Linked DNA regions of Gasterosteus aculeatus: region 2 is linked to region 1. Evidence: chromatin contacts called from public Hi-C data. All regions are on one chromosome and are shown on one strand. Each heading gives the region's core, a stretch centred on a gene start, on an enhancer-like site or on the middle of the called end of the contact. The rest is flanking DNA. Distances are from core to core; before and after follow the strand shown. Region 1 holds the start of LOC120808489 (pro-opiomelanocortin). Region 2 overlaps LOC120808032 (tyrosine-protein phosphatase non-receptor type 14).

The links. A called contact is a pair of places that touch in the nucleus more often than the background predicts.
Region 2: a contact with region 1 is called in a Hi-C map of tail fin, with 2.0 times the contacts expected there. The contact joins the enhancer-like site here to the promoter of LOC120808489 in region 1. A contact is called at or near these places in 3 of 6 Hi-C or Micro-C datasets (skeletal muscle, tail fin and whole body).

The regions. Positions count from the first base shown.
Region 1 is chr18:10,591,395-10,598,218 of fGasAcu3.hap1.1, reverse strand. It overlaps LOC120808489 (pro-opiomelanocortin), which reads left to right and starts at 3,604. Exons shown (of 3, transcript XM_040161445.2): 1 at 3,604-3,759; 2 at 6,694-6,820. The coding sequence starts at 6,701.
Region 2 is chr18:10,629,033-10,635,856 of fGasAcu3.hap1.1, reverse strand. LOC120808032 (tyrosine-protein phosphatase non-receptor type 14) reads right to left here. Exons shown (of 21, transcript XM_040160597.2): 20 at 6,752-6,824; 21 at 4,388-6,479. The coding sequence ends at 6,351. It overlaps LOC120808033 (N-lysine methyltransferase SMYD2-B), which reads left to right. Exons shown (of 12, transcript XM_040160599.2): 3 at 114-224; 4 at 311-371; 5 at 857-981; 6 at 1,186-1,253; 7 at 1,719-1,821; 8 at 2,690-2,800; 9 at 2,907-3,027; 10 at 3,229-3,403; 11 at 3,513-3,621; 12 at 3,832-4,029. The coding sequence ends at 3,912. Among protein-coding and RNA genes, the nearest start is that of LOC120808033, 4.8 kb to the left of the region's middle. Within about 2 kb of position 3,231, at least 5 of the 9 cell types and tissues checked have open chromatin away from gene starts, as enhancers often do.

The sequences.
Region 1 (6,824 bases), core at 2,355-4,854:
CGTGGATCGTTAAAGCCACAGAGGATGAGGTGATAACTTGGATTAACGTTTTGAAAGTCAAGGCTTATCTGCTCGGAGTATGTCCAGACTCACGGTACGCAAAGTGTTTAAGCATGACACAATCCAGAGGTCGGGAGAGTGGTTGTGGAAAGGAGGCCATCAGTTAGGATTGGGTCAAAGACTTTTCAGTTGCACATTCTCACATCGGTGGACGTGCACTCGAGTATCGATTAAATGCTCAGTTGAGTAGCGCAATGAAATGTTTGCGTCATTATCAAGTCGAGGCACTCGATCCGAATTCAGTTATTCGAACTTCAAATGCAGTGATGGAGAAAACGTGTGACACGTCGCGTGCAGCGAACAGCTGGGGAAAAAAAAAAAGACAAAATAATCGTAATAAAATGTTGACAGAATTGGCAGAAAGCAATTAGGAGAAATGACGACAAGGGATTAGTGAGCGTGCCGTCATTTCTAAATGAGATTCCATGAGTAGATGCACTCATGACCTGCAACTCCAGCGTAGACCGCGAGATGAGCGAGATGAGTGAGATGAGCGAGATGAGTGAGATGAGCGAGATGAGCGAGATGAGCGAAATGAGTGAGATGAGCGAGATGAGTGAGATGAGCGAGATGAGCGAGATGAGTGAGATGAGCAATATGAGTGAGATGAGCGAGAGGAGTGAGATGAGTGAGATGAGTGAGAGGAGCGAGATGAGCGAGATGAGCGAGATGAGCGAGATGAGCGAGATGAGCGAGATGAGCGAGATGAGTGAGATGAGCGAGATGAGTGAGAGGAGCGAGATGAGTGAGATGAGCGAGATGAGCGAGATGAGTGAGATGAGCAATATGAGTGAGATGAGCGAGAGGAGTGAGATGAGTGAGATGAGTGAGAGGAGCGAGATGAGCGAGATGAGCGAGATGAGTGAGATGAGCGAGATGAGCGAGATGAGTGAGATGAGCGAGATGAGCGAGATGAGTGAGAGGAGCGAGATGAGTGAGATGAGCGAGATGAGCGAGATGAGTGAGATGAGCAATATGAGTGAGATGAGCGAGAGGAGTGAGATGAGTGAGATGAGTGAGAGGAGCGAGATGAGCGAGATGAGCGAGATGAGTGAGTTGAGTGAGATGAGCGAGATGAGCGAGATGAGTGAGATGAGCGAGATGAGTGAGATGAGCGAGATGAGTGAGATGAGCGAGATGAGTGAGATGAGCGAGATGAGTGAGTTGAGTGATGCAGCTGGAAGCGCAGCAGCTCTCGGAGGCTCATATTTTGGGAGGCGAGGGAGTGATTGTAAAAGCCGCTCGGTGACGTCTCTTTGAACGCGGCGAAGGAGGCCGTGTATCTCCGAACCCCGCGCGCCTGTCTCCCCCCTCCCCTCGGTTTGCTCTCAAGTTAAGAATCAAAAAACAGCTGCTTCTTTTGTCACACGGGTGGTTTGATGAAGAAGAAGAAGAAAAAAATGCAGCTTTTGTCTGCGGCGTGTCAACAAGCGCTCGAACGCCGGATTCTTCCTCCTATGAGGAATCTTTCCAAGTGACCTCGGCAGATATTTATGACGCACAGCTGCACACCTTGACATCGAGGTCGGTTATTATCTGCGGATAATAAGAAAAGCTGTAAATACTTCACACGATTCAACTGTAACTTGTGAAAAGTTTAAGGTACAAGAAGTCCTGTATCTTTTTTTGGGGGGGGGGGGGGGGGGGCGAGATGCTCTTGCGAGGCAACAGAGGACACGACAGGAAGAAGAACGTTGTATTGAGGATTCCTGTGATCTAACAACTCATTTGGCTCCTCGTATACCGTAAATGGGCCAAATGACATTTCCAGTGCCTCTTGGGACAATGATGATACTGCTGCACATGACAGTCGGTTGGAGGTCGTGGCGGGTCGGTGATTCACAGCCTCGTCCGGGGGGGAGGTTGATGTTATTATTGTTATTAAACGGTGGAAGTCGGATGAATTACATCATCGCGTTTTGTTCATAACCTTCGCCTGGCAGGCTGAGCGAGCATGCTCTTTTTGTTTCGGCGTTCATAAGCGGTAATGACTGAAATTCACAAGCGGGAGCAGAAGAAACGCCACCTGCGGAGGAGCGGACGCGTGGAGGTTAAGTCGCTTAATTGTATTGGGGAGTGGAGGGAATTACTTCCACTTCAGACTGTCCAGGTCTCGGATCTGATTCTTGTTATTGTTTAACCAGCTGTACTCTGGTACCAGCACACTCTGAAACATGAGTTTAAATCATCGTGCGCTTTTAATTACCGCCTTCAACGGCCTTTTAATTCGAAAAACAGTGCAGAGGGTAAATCCAGGAAGCATTACGGCAAGATCTTTAAAAAACTTTGAATATGTCTTAACATTTCATTTGCCATTCAAAGTGAGCGTCATGCATTGCCGGAGGAGCTTTATTTTTTAACATAACATTGGAAGGAGGAGCGAAGTGATTCAAAACACAAGAAAGTAAACTCCCTTTTAAATGTGAAAGTATTTATTATTTGATTTGTCTGAGGGGAGCAATCATTTAAGTTTGCTATGGCTGAGACGTGGGGAGAGACTCTTTGTTCTTCTTTGTGCAGCGAACCTCTTCATGTACTTCATGTTGTTTTATGATGGAAAGCAGATGAAATAAGGCGTCTCGGTGACCTCATCCTGCAGGCACGTATTGGCTGCTGTCATTAAAGAAAGTGCTTAATCATACAACTCGGTTGTAAATTTGACAGTCTGGGAAAGAAAATCGTACTGTTCCAATTAAAAAGTACAAAAAAAATAATCATAGATTGATACATTTTAATCAGACAGTAACTTTGCTTTTCACGGTAACAGCTGGCGTTAGTTATTCTGTGTGTTATTCCCTGAAGAAGTGTGTGCAACTGTCTTTTAACACAGGAAGAGGAAAGTGTTTTTTGTTTTTCAACAGCATAATCTTTCTTTGAGGAAGCGGGGTGTGTGTGTGTGTGTGTGTGTGTGTGTGTGTGTGTGTGTGCGTGTGTGTGTGTGTGTGTGTGTGTGCGTGTGCGTGCTTGTGTAGCCGTGATGTCTCAACGAGTGAGTCAAGTCTCCTTAATGAAGTTTCCGTGCAGGGATGCATGCGCACCTCGCACACAAGGACCACTGAAAAACGACCCGATCGATCAAATCGATTTGAACGCTTGGCCGCGACCCCTCGTCCCATTTGACAGAAAGATGTGTCTCTCGCCACGGCCCCCCCCCCTCCCCCCTTTCTTTAACGACTTAACAAGTACGCGATAGTGTGAAGATGCAATCAAAAAGATATAAATGAGAGCACCGAGACATCATGATAATCCCACCGTTCAGGAGAATTGTTAGATTGCCCCAAGAGGAGGATGCAGGGGGGGGGGGGGGGGAGGCCAGCGTAGTATTCGCTAAGGGTTCACCTGTTGTTGTGCTGACGTTGAGCTGCAGCATTGATTAAAAGAGGCGTGGGTGGCCTTCGTGGGCCTCACGCGCAATTACACAGACCTCCTCATTTGGAGAGGAGCAGGAGACTCCTCTCCTTTAATCCCACCCCAAGGCCTCGAGGACTCCCAACTCCACTCATGTGTCTTTAAAAAGAGCTTTCCTCCTCTTCCCACTGAGCGTTTCGTTGCAGAGCAGAGCGAGAGCAGAGGAGGAGCACAGGGGATCCGAGTCAGGAGTCACTTCACTTTTGGAAGATCGCTGGACCAAAAAAAAAAAAAACACAGGGAGCAAAACCAGAAGAGACTGAGGAGAGGGAAGCGACGCTTCTGTAAAAGGTAAAAAAAAAAAAAAAAAAAGGAAAGAAAGGAAAATGTCTTTAGCTTGCATGTCGATTCGTGGTTTGGCATGAATCAAAACTGTGTCTGGTTCTTGTTAGCTTCTCGCTTTCCTGAACAGAGTAAAGACGGTGCATCGATTACCCACATTTACTGATTTAGAGATGCATTTCTTTCTCGGGTTTATTATTCACGGTTACGTCTCAGGTTCTTTCCACAATATGCTCTAGTTGCCTTTAAAAATGTCTTTCAAATACCACGAACGCGCCACAAACACCAAATCTGGATTAAAGACCTAATCATAATAAGTTACTATTTTATCGACACATGAGGTTTTACATCTATTTTGATCGCGGCAGAGTGTTTCTGCAGAGAGCAGAGCTTCGCCGAGTGAGTCATAATGTAGGAAGAGTGGAGAGCCTCTGAGTTACAGAGAGACGATGGCCCACCGAGGAGCCGCTCCGTGTTACACAGAACCAAGGGGGAAAACAACAAGAGGCATATTCCCAACAAAGGAAACAAGATTAACTCGGTGCACCAGAATGAAAAATGTACAGGGGAACAGTGGAATAACCACATATCAGTTTAGTTTGTTTTTCCAGGAAATCTAGCCTCCACAAAATAAACATCGGAGAATTGATGTTTGCAAATAGATGGTTTAACAGAGAGAGAGGGAGAGAAGGAGTGAAGGGAACGCAGCAGCAATCAGATCAAGAGGAGCGTTTGCCAGACGAAAATGCGTCATGACTGTATTTCATCTCCTGAAAGAATTTCTTTGTCATCACGTAAGAATGAATATCTCCTTTCTGAAACATGTGCACTGCGTATACGTCCACGAATGAATGAACGAACGCAGCCTCCGTCAATAGCGATCTGTTTCCCTCCTCTTGGCGTTGAGGATGTGCTTGAAGTAGCAGATCAAAACGTCTGCTGGTCCCTTTATCTCACAAAGCAACTTTTATGGTCATTTTTAATGCAGATCTCCCTGTCTACGTAGCTGAGGGCAACGGAGCCTTTTCACACACTAAATTACCCCCATCAACATCCTCGTGTGTCCTCGAACAACTAAAAGACGGCATTCATTGACTTCTTTTACTTATTTGTTTCCTTCAAGTTTACGCCATTAAATTCAGAGGCCGGCTGGAATGTAGTTTAGGGACCGTATGGAAGGTCCTGCGGTGAGGAAGCGCGTTGAACAGTAATCTTTGATTCTTTTTAGAGGCCGAGACCTTCCCCGGGGCCGTTAAGGACTCACTGCGCCCGCTGTGCTTCTGAAGCTGTGAATGAATTGACACAACAGCGCTGTGATGAAAGACATCTATGGTCCTTTTAGTGTTGACATTTGGAATAATCTGCCTTCCAGGGTTTAATATTGCTCAAAACACTCTCTACTGTTTCAAATCCGTGATACTAATTGTGACCTTTCCACAGTCTGTAAAATAGGTTGATCCCTTCACCTCAACCTCAATTATCTCAGGTTTCATGTCCGTGAATCCTACACAGTTCAAATCATCACTTGGAAAAACCTGCAAACCTGAATGTTGCATCCTGTTTGCATTACAGCTGCTACGATGTTGTAACAAGAGCTTCTAACTGATCCGTAACATCACAGGCGTTCAAATTACTCGGCACTGCAATATTTCGAAATCATCCGGCTTTTGGATTCAAGTGAGCGTTTTATGGGTCAAAGTTACGATCCTTTGACTGTGGGGTCACTCCGGGACAGCAGCTGGACCGGCAGCCAAAACATCATTGAATCATTTAAGTTAATCTGACTGTTTACCATCACGCCAGCCGGACCCGGGACTTTTCCCACCCAAAAGTTTGTTTTTACAAATAAATTATTATTGCCTCTGATCCATGAAAATGGATCAGAGGCAATAATATTCCCGTCTAAGCTTCTCAATAAAACTCACCAGCATGTTCTAGCAATTTAAGGATTCCAATGCTTACCAGTGGTCTGGGTGATGGATGGGGATTGACGTTCACAGCGGCAGTGCACGAGGCCCAGTTTGTAGCAACACCGAGCGTAATAATAATAATGAGGGCTGCCTTATTACACGCACGCCATGGCGTCTTGCGTAACCCTCGTGCAGCTCAAGCTGAAACTGGAATCCAGTCCAGGAATGTACCTTTTTTTTTTCCGTTTGTAAACAGCGACGAGGAATGTATGTGCGCGCGCGAGCAAGTACAGGAGACCAACCAGGGACAGATGTACAGGCAGCGATGCGCTGCGGGTTTGCCAACAACGGCGTTGTGCAACAGTGCATTCTGTAGTTTGCTTATTGGATCAACACACAGGATGTGAACACGATGCACTTGGACACTACGAGCCCTGGTTGGACCCAGTAGACGCACGGATGGCGTGATGAAGCCAAGTGATGCACTGAAGATTTCATTGGTAGTTTTGGTTGAATACAACGTATTCTGCAGAGCGTATGGACCAGTGTTACAGGTGAAATGCTACTGACTTTTTTAGGTGCTTACGTCATGAAGCGGCCACAAACTCGATGATGCACACAAAAACTACTTTTGATCATTTAAGGTTTTCTATAATCCTTTAAGAGAAAATAGATAGAGACAAATATAAGATCCACTACCAATCAAAAGTTTGGACATTTCTCATTGAATTGGTACAGAAACTAAAAATACCCCTTCCTACTGGTCCCAAACCATTACATTCCTCCTGCCTTTCTTATGCATTAGTCAAATGTTCTTCAAACAGTCCTTTTGGATACAAACCGCCAGTCGTAACCAATCGCACATTTTCTCGCCTGTTTCCATCCAGCACTTTCAAATTTGCAACTGATAAACAGTTAACAATCCCACATGCTGTCCGAAAGAAGGATTGGTGACGAATGGCATCGGCTCGCATAAATTCAAAGATGCGAACAAAGACGCAAACTGAACTCGCGCTTCTGTTCTCCACACCAGGCGGAACATGGTGAGCCTTTCGTGGCTGCTGGTGGTGGCGGTGGCTTGTGCGCGCCTCCCCGGCTTTGGGTCGGCGTGCTTGGACCGATCCCAATGCGATGAGCTGAACGGCGAGGGGGAGACACAGGTAG
Region 2 (6,824 bases), core at 1,982-4,481, 38 kb before region 1:
GGACTGTCACGATTCTAGTGAAAGTAAAACGAACCTCGTATTGTCGCTCAGAGTTTATTTCCTTTACAACAGCTGCTGAACGTTTTCCACGGGGGTTGTGTGTCTGTGTGTAGAAAGGGGACTGGGCCATGCACAAGCTGGAGTGCTCTGCCATGATGGCGTTCAAGGAGAACTGGTGCCCGTCGGAGATTTCTCGCCTGGTCGCCCGGATCCTCGCCAAGAAGGTTGGACAGTCACTAAGCGGCACTGCGTTTTTTTCCCCGGCGCACGCTGGGGTTTGTTTTCTGTTAATCGTGCCCATTTTCTGCAGAGAACGCAGAAAGAAAGATGTGTTTCTGAGAAGATCTTGCTCATAGACGACATTCAATCACGTGAGTAATTGACCTTGAACACGCATGCATGATTTTGTTTTTTAACTTTGCTCCGCGAAGTGTCAGATTCAGCACAACGGGTCCAGAGCCTGTGAGTTTCACTAGATAGCCTTCTTAAAATAGCGCAACGCTTTGAGATTAACACCCGAGGCCTCATCTATATGTTTATCTTACACATGTGTGGGTGGAATGTCCATTAGACCATTAAACAACTTGAACGGGAAGAAGCACTTTAAACACACGGAGGGCCGACTGAGTTTCTGTAACGCAAATTGTTTTTTTATTAAGTTCAAAATGATTTTAAAAAGTCCCGTCTCGATGCCCGAGCATGCACACGACCCAAAGCAGTGGTTCATATTACTAAAAGCATTCGCAGCCTAAAATGCATGGCGATGGAGGCTCTGCATGCAATGCCGGGTAAGGACAAGGTTATAGGCAGAAGAAGCATTGGATCACCCTGAACATCTCTCCTTCTCCTGCGACAGACGTGGAGGACGTGGACAACGAGAAAAGAGAGAGGAACGAGGCAGAAGTCGCCGGGCTGCATCGTTTCTTCTCCAAACATTTGGAGTTTCCCGACCACAAAGACCTTCTCGCGCTCATCTCACAGGTACCACACACAGACACATAAAAATAATCATACGTATAAGAGTCTTTTTTTGCTGTTCTTATCACGGATTCAGTAATATTCACAATTAGCTTGACAACAACCACTGAAGTCAAGGTAGAAAAAAGGCGTGCAGGTCATATATGTTTTGATGAAAAACCAGCTAACGATTGGTAATATGCATTTTCTTTGTCATTTATTCAACAGGTGGCCTGTAATGGTTTCACCATAGAGGACGATGAGCTGTCTCACCTGGGTACTGCACTCTACCCAGAGTAAGAACCCACATGCATACGAGCACATTCTGTATTCTACGTACAGGTCCAGCACATTACAAAGGGAATAATCTTCTTCCTGCGAAGCTCATTTTGTTTCCTTCTGGATGCTTTGCGTAATGTGTTAGTTCCCTCAGTTCATTTAATTGTTCTTAAAAAAAGGACAGCCATGATTTCCCATGAGCGCTGAAAGCTGCGATTGCCTCCTCAGATTGTTCATTTCTATCAAGGCAACTTTTTCTTCTCCAGTTTGTCACGAGGTGTTAAAAAGCGCCTCCCCGCCGCGAGAGCGAATTCCCCGCTCAGCTCACTTGAAGCTATTTCCCAAGTGGCCGACGGGGTCGCCGGTATACTTAAAGCGACACTCGTGACCTGTGTAGATTAGTCAGCACTGCCTCGTCCGCGGTGTGAAAGCAGAGTGATTTTTCTCTCTTATCGGGTTCCTTCTGTCCGTCTCTTTCCCAGCGTGGCGCTGATAAACCACAGCTGCCTCCCCAGCGCCATCGTCACGTACGACGGCACGGCGGCGCAGGTTCGAGCGGTGCGGAACATGGAGCCTGGAGATGAAGTGAGGAGAGGGTACAGCCGGCGTGGGAGGGGGGGTCGGGTTCACTGGGGTCAGCCTGAACGTGTCCGTCTGTGAGCTGCCTCCCAAATTTGGGGGTTAAAAAAATGAAATTCCAACACATTGAAGAAACAGCGAACGCTTTGTGTTGAATTCTTACTACGTCCTTGTAACATACAGGGATTATTTCCTGATCGGTTTCTGCTTCGGTTTAAAGGAATATGTCGACATTTTGGCGCCGAGCCTTTTTCGATTTCGTGAGAAGAATTTCAGAAAAATGTCACTCGCCAAGATTAACTTGGCCGGACATAAAGATTTGACACAAGGAGCGTAATAAAGAAATCCCTACCAGCACCTCTAAAGCTTAATAATGAACACAAATGGGACTATGGGATAAATGGGATATTTCGGGCTTATTTATGGGCGCAATAACTTTCCGCTGTCGGTTGCCGGGCAACCAAAGCACATCGGGATCAGGTTTGCAGGTTAAACTCTAACAGTGACAACAATATTCAATACAATATATTTTTCCTATAGATCTTTCAAACAAACCTGATCGTTTTGTGGTTACGCTGCTTCCCTTGGACGCAGGTGGCTTTGGAGTCTTAACATGATAGCGTACAATGAGGCGGCATCTTAAATCCCACCGAGCCCTGGAGGCTAAGCTTGAGAGGCGAAGACGGGAGTGTGAATCCCTGGCACAAGCAGGGGTTTCTTAGGCGGATGCAGCAGCTGATTCAAGAGGCCCGTGGGGTTATTTTCAGACTCGCCCCCCCCCCCCGTAACCTGCCGATTGGACACGACACAAACAAGAAGGGAGGCGAGCGTGGAAAGGAAGAGTGTTTGTCACCGGTGTGATTTCCCCCTGCAGGTGCTCATCAGCTACATAGACCTCATGTATCCAACCGACGACCGCAACAACAGGCTGAGAGAGTCCTATTACTTCACCTGCGACTGCCGGGACTGTAAAAGCAAGTCCGGCGTGAGTGGGACGAGACCAAAGCACACGATGCAATACTGCCGTCGTAAACTCGCGTGTGACATTTCAGGCCCCCCCCCCCCCCCCGTGTCCTGTCTTCCACCTCTAGGACAAGGCCAAGTTGAGAGTGCGTAAGCGGAGCGACCCCGTCGAGCCGCAGGCCATCGGCAACATGGTGCGCTACGCCAGGAAAACCGTCAGAGAGTTCCGGGCCGTCAAGCACATAAAGAACATCCTGTCACGGAGTAACACCGCTCACCTGCACTTTTTTTAAAAACTGAATTCGCGGAGACTCGCAGGTAGGATGAGCGCTCACCGAGCTCCCTTAAGAAGATATTTCTCTGCATGGCGGCTTTGGGGGGCTCTTAAGGCCCTGTGGCGTTTCAGTAGAACCTCAGCTTGCTTTGAGACGGTCCTTGACTCCATGGCACCCCCTAGCGAGTTGCTGGAGATGTGTGAACAGAGCCTGGAGGAGATGGGATCCATCTTTGAGGACGCCAATGTCTACATGGTCCACGTGATGTACCAGGCCATGGGGGTTTGTCTCTACATGGAGGACCCAGAAGGAGCTCTCCGGTACGGCGAGAAGATCATCAAGCACTACAGGTGACGAGAGCACGGACGCTTACCGATGGCGTCGTGGGTCACAGATAATTGTCTCTTTAAAAGCAATGATGGAAAGCTCATCAGCATGTTTGCTCTCTTTCCAATGCAGCAAGTTCTATCCACCGTTCTCCCTGAATGTGTCCTCCATGTATCTGAAGTTGGGCCGGTTGTACATGGGCCTCGAGAGGCGCTCAGCGGGTGTCAGCGCTTTCAAGAAGGTAAAAAGCACCGCTAACTGGACCTTTTTTTAAACCAATATTTTAAACAAATTCTCCAGCAGACATTCGATGATCGAAGTTCACCTGAATACAACGTAGTGTGAAAATTACATTTCAAGTCCAGATTACCAAGCATTTAGTTTTTGCAGTTTCAGCTGGTTTGACACGTTGTATAACGCCAATAAACTGTGTGTCTGTGTGTGTGTTCAGGCAATGGCCATCATGGAGGTGGCTCACGGGAAGGATCACTTCTACTTGACAGAGTTGCGCAAAGAGATGGCACAACAATGAGGAGAAAGTAAAGACTTCATACCCTCCTTTGAAGAGGAGCTTTACAGAACCGAAGCCATTTTCTATTATTTTTTAGAACTGACGTTAACTGACATTAAACTTTTTACATCAGCTTTATGTACGTGAGAATGCATTAGTTTGTTGAATGTTTGTTTGTACCAAACGTGTATTTAATGCGCAACAGGAACGTCTGAGCTTTTCACTGAGGTTGAGCGTTAGAAAATCCAAAATTGTTAATGATTTCCTGCTCGTTTTTGCCTTGCGACCGAACCTGTCAGCTGGACGCGTTCGTGTCTTGAGTGACTCTCGGGACAGCTGCCTCACCACACGGCTCCTGTTGAAGCTAAACTGACTGTAACCCGATCGGGGAGGATGTGTCTGTGTTTGCGTGAGTGCTCATCATCACAAACATCATCACCAACGAAAAGGAAATTATAGATACGAACCCCAAATAAATGAATTTGTGGCCACGGTCTTAAAGAAAATAAGGCTTTATTACACAAGAAGAGAGTATGACAGCTTCATACATGTCTGGGGACAGAAAAACAAAAGGCTTGATGCACTGAAAACGCATATACAAAACATATGTACACAAACTGAAAGGTATTTGGGAGTTTTGCCAAAAGGGAAAATTGAGGGGGAAAATTAAATATAAACAAACAGTGGAATGCCGTGTGAGGAAATACTGTCACAAATAAAACAGAAGTGCAACAAAACACTTGTATGTCAAGAGAGCACAAAGCTTTTACTTATTTGAGAATATATACAATAAAATATAAAAATGCATGCATAGTTTATTATGTTACGGTATTTTTAGGGTACCAAGTCAAAAGAAAAGAGAACTTTATAAAACATACTCTGTAGAAAGTCGTTCTGGACTTCGCATTACCATTCAGAAAAAAAAAAAAGAATAAGGTAACACGTAAAAGCAAATACGTGATTGTAATTTTTTGATTGGGCTTGGATCAGATATTAAAGGCTGCATATTTTTGTACATCAGTATTCTTCAGTATTCAAATCCTTAACAAGAGACTTATTATTATATTACCGTTCCTTTAAGAAAACACAAACTAGTAAATACAAATTTAAAGATTTAATCTTTAGAGGTAATACAGTGTTTCCCACAGATCCAACGTCCCGGGGGGGGGTACGGTACTCAAACGTCGTACTAAAACACACATCGCAAGATATAACTCTACACAATTCACACTACATACAACTCCCATAGCTGTAGTGCTACTTGTTGTTACAGCCTGTTTGCGCAAAGTCTGCAAACTTCTGTCAGAGCGACGGATTTTGCTGGACGTTTTCATGAAATGCGAGACAGACGCGGTGTGCACGGGGGGGAGGGGCTGTGTGTGTGTGTGTGTGTGTGTGTGAGTGAGTGACAGAGATGGAGGGAGAGCAGGGAGAGGGAATGCAGCTGAACGAATACGCTGCGTGATTTAAATAGCGTTAAAAAAAATACACCAAACACAATGAGCGGCGGCCGGTGTTGAATCTGTGGCGCACCGCCACAAATTAGTGTGGGAAACACTGTAATACCTATTTATATATAAATGCGAGAGAAACCAAACCCATTGAGAACCCAAAACAAAAGGTGGGCCCTCAGCTTCTCCTGCTGCACGCGTCAGTAAGGCACAATGAGTCAGATTAGACAGTGTCCGCAGTATCAAGACACATTTCTCTATTGACTACAAGCTGTGAAATGATGCATTAACAAATGATGAAATTCACTGAAGAAACACTTTTGACTTTTGAAATGCTTTTAGGTGAGACATGTGATTAGACGCATGGGATCATGAGGAGCTGCACTATTCAAGATGAACCACACCTTCAAAGAAGGGTGAAAAGATTCAAGGATGAACATGCTCGTCAACGCCACAATCCTGATAGAAATAAATATGTATGTAAACGATGTACATTTTTGCTGTATTAATCAATACTGTGTTGAAGAGGTAAGTAACATTTTGGAACATTGATCTAATGAATACTTTAGTTTGGCAAACTCTTACAGAGTATGTAAAATAGAACGAATACTGCTGCCAATTACTGTTCATGCGTCATACTGCTAAATAATGAATGAGAAGGGTGACGGGTTTGGAATCGATCCAAAATAAAAACAGATTTCAATCCTTACAGTATTTGTTAGGAGATCCAAAGGAAGACACACACATACACACACGCTTACATGGGTAAAAATTATACAGTTGGTTTTTGTCCAAGAATTAAACCGGGGGGGGGGGATAGACTACATACACATATTAGGAGAAATGGTCGTCAATTTTTGTAAAGGCCCAACCAAATCATTTCCCCCTTTGAGGTGAGTTTGGATGTAAATCCACATAGAAAGTCAACATGAATCTTTTGAAGGACCATTGCCGTCGGCTGGTGTCATTCCGCAACGGCACGTAAGTACAAAGGTCAGCGTACCGGGCTCAGATGAGGCGGGAGTTCTTGAGGAACTGAATGAGGACCTGGTAGACAAACGTGTACTGGGAAATGGTCTGCACCATCAGCACCCTCTGCTGTCTCAGCTCTGACAACATGGTGGGAACCTCCACGGGCTGAAGGAGAGAGAGAGAGACAGAGGAGACAGGGTGGTTTAGCCGTTTGTATCTGCGTCTTGGCACACGGGAGAAGTGTCCATTGGTTGTGGACTCGCCCTTTAAGTAACACAGTCCGCATCTTTATGCTTCATTCACATTTTCCCCCAAAACGAAGCTGTGTATCAATTCCTTTACACGTAGGACGCATGTATGTTGTCGCAGAGTGCGTGCTGTGATCCTAAATAGCACATTCCAACTCTTTGCGCCGTGTGACTCCAGCGTGCACCCACCTCGTTGTGTTCCAGGCAGCTTATCATGAGCTCGGTGAGGATGACCACTCCGGTGCGACCCACCCCGGCACTG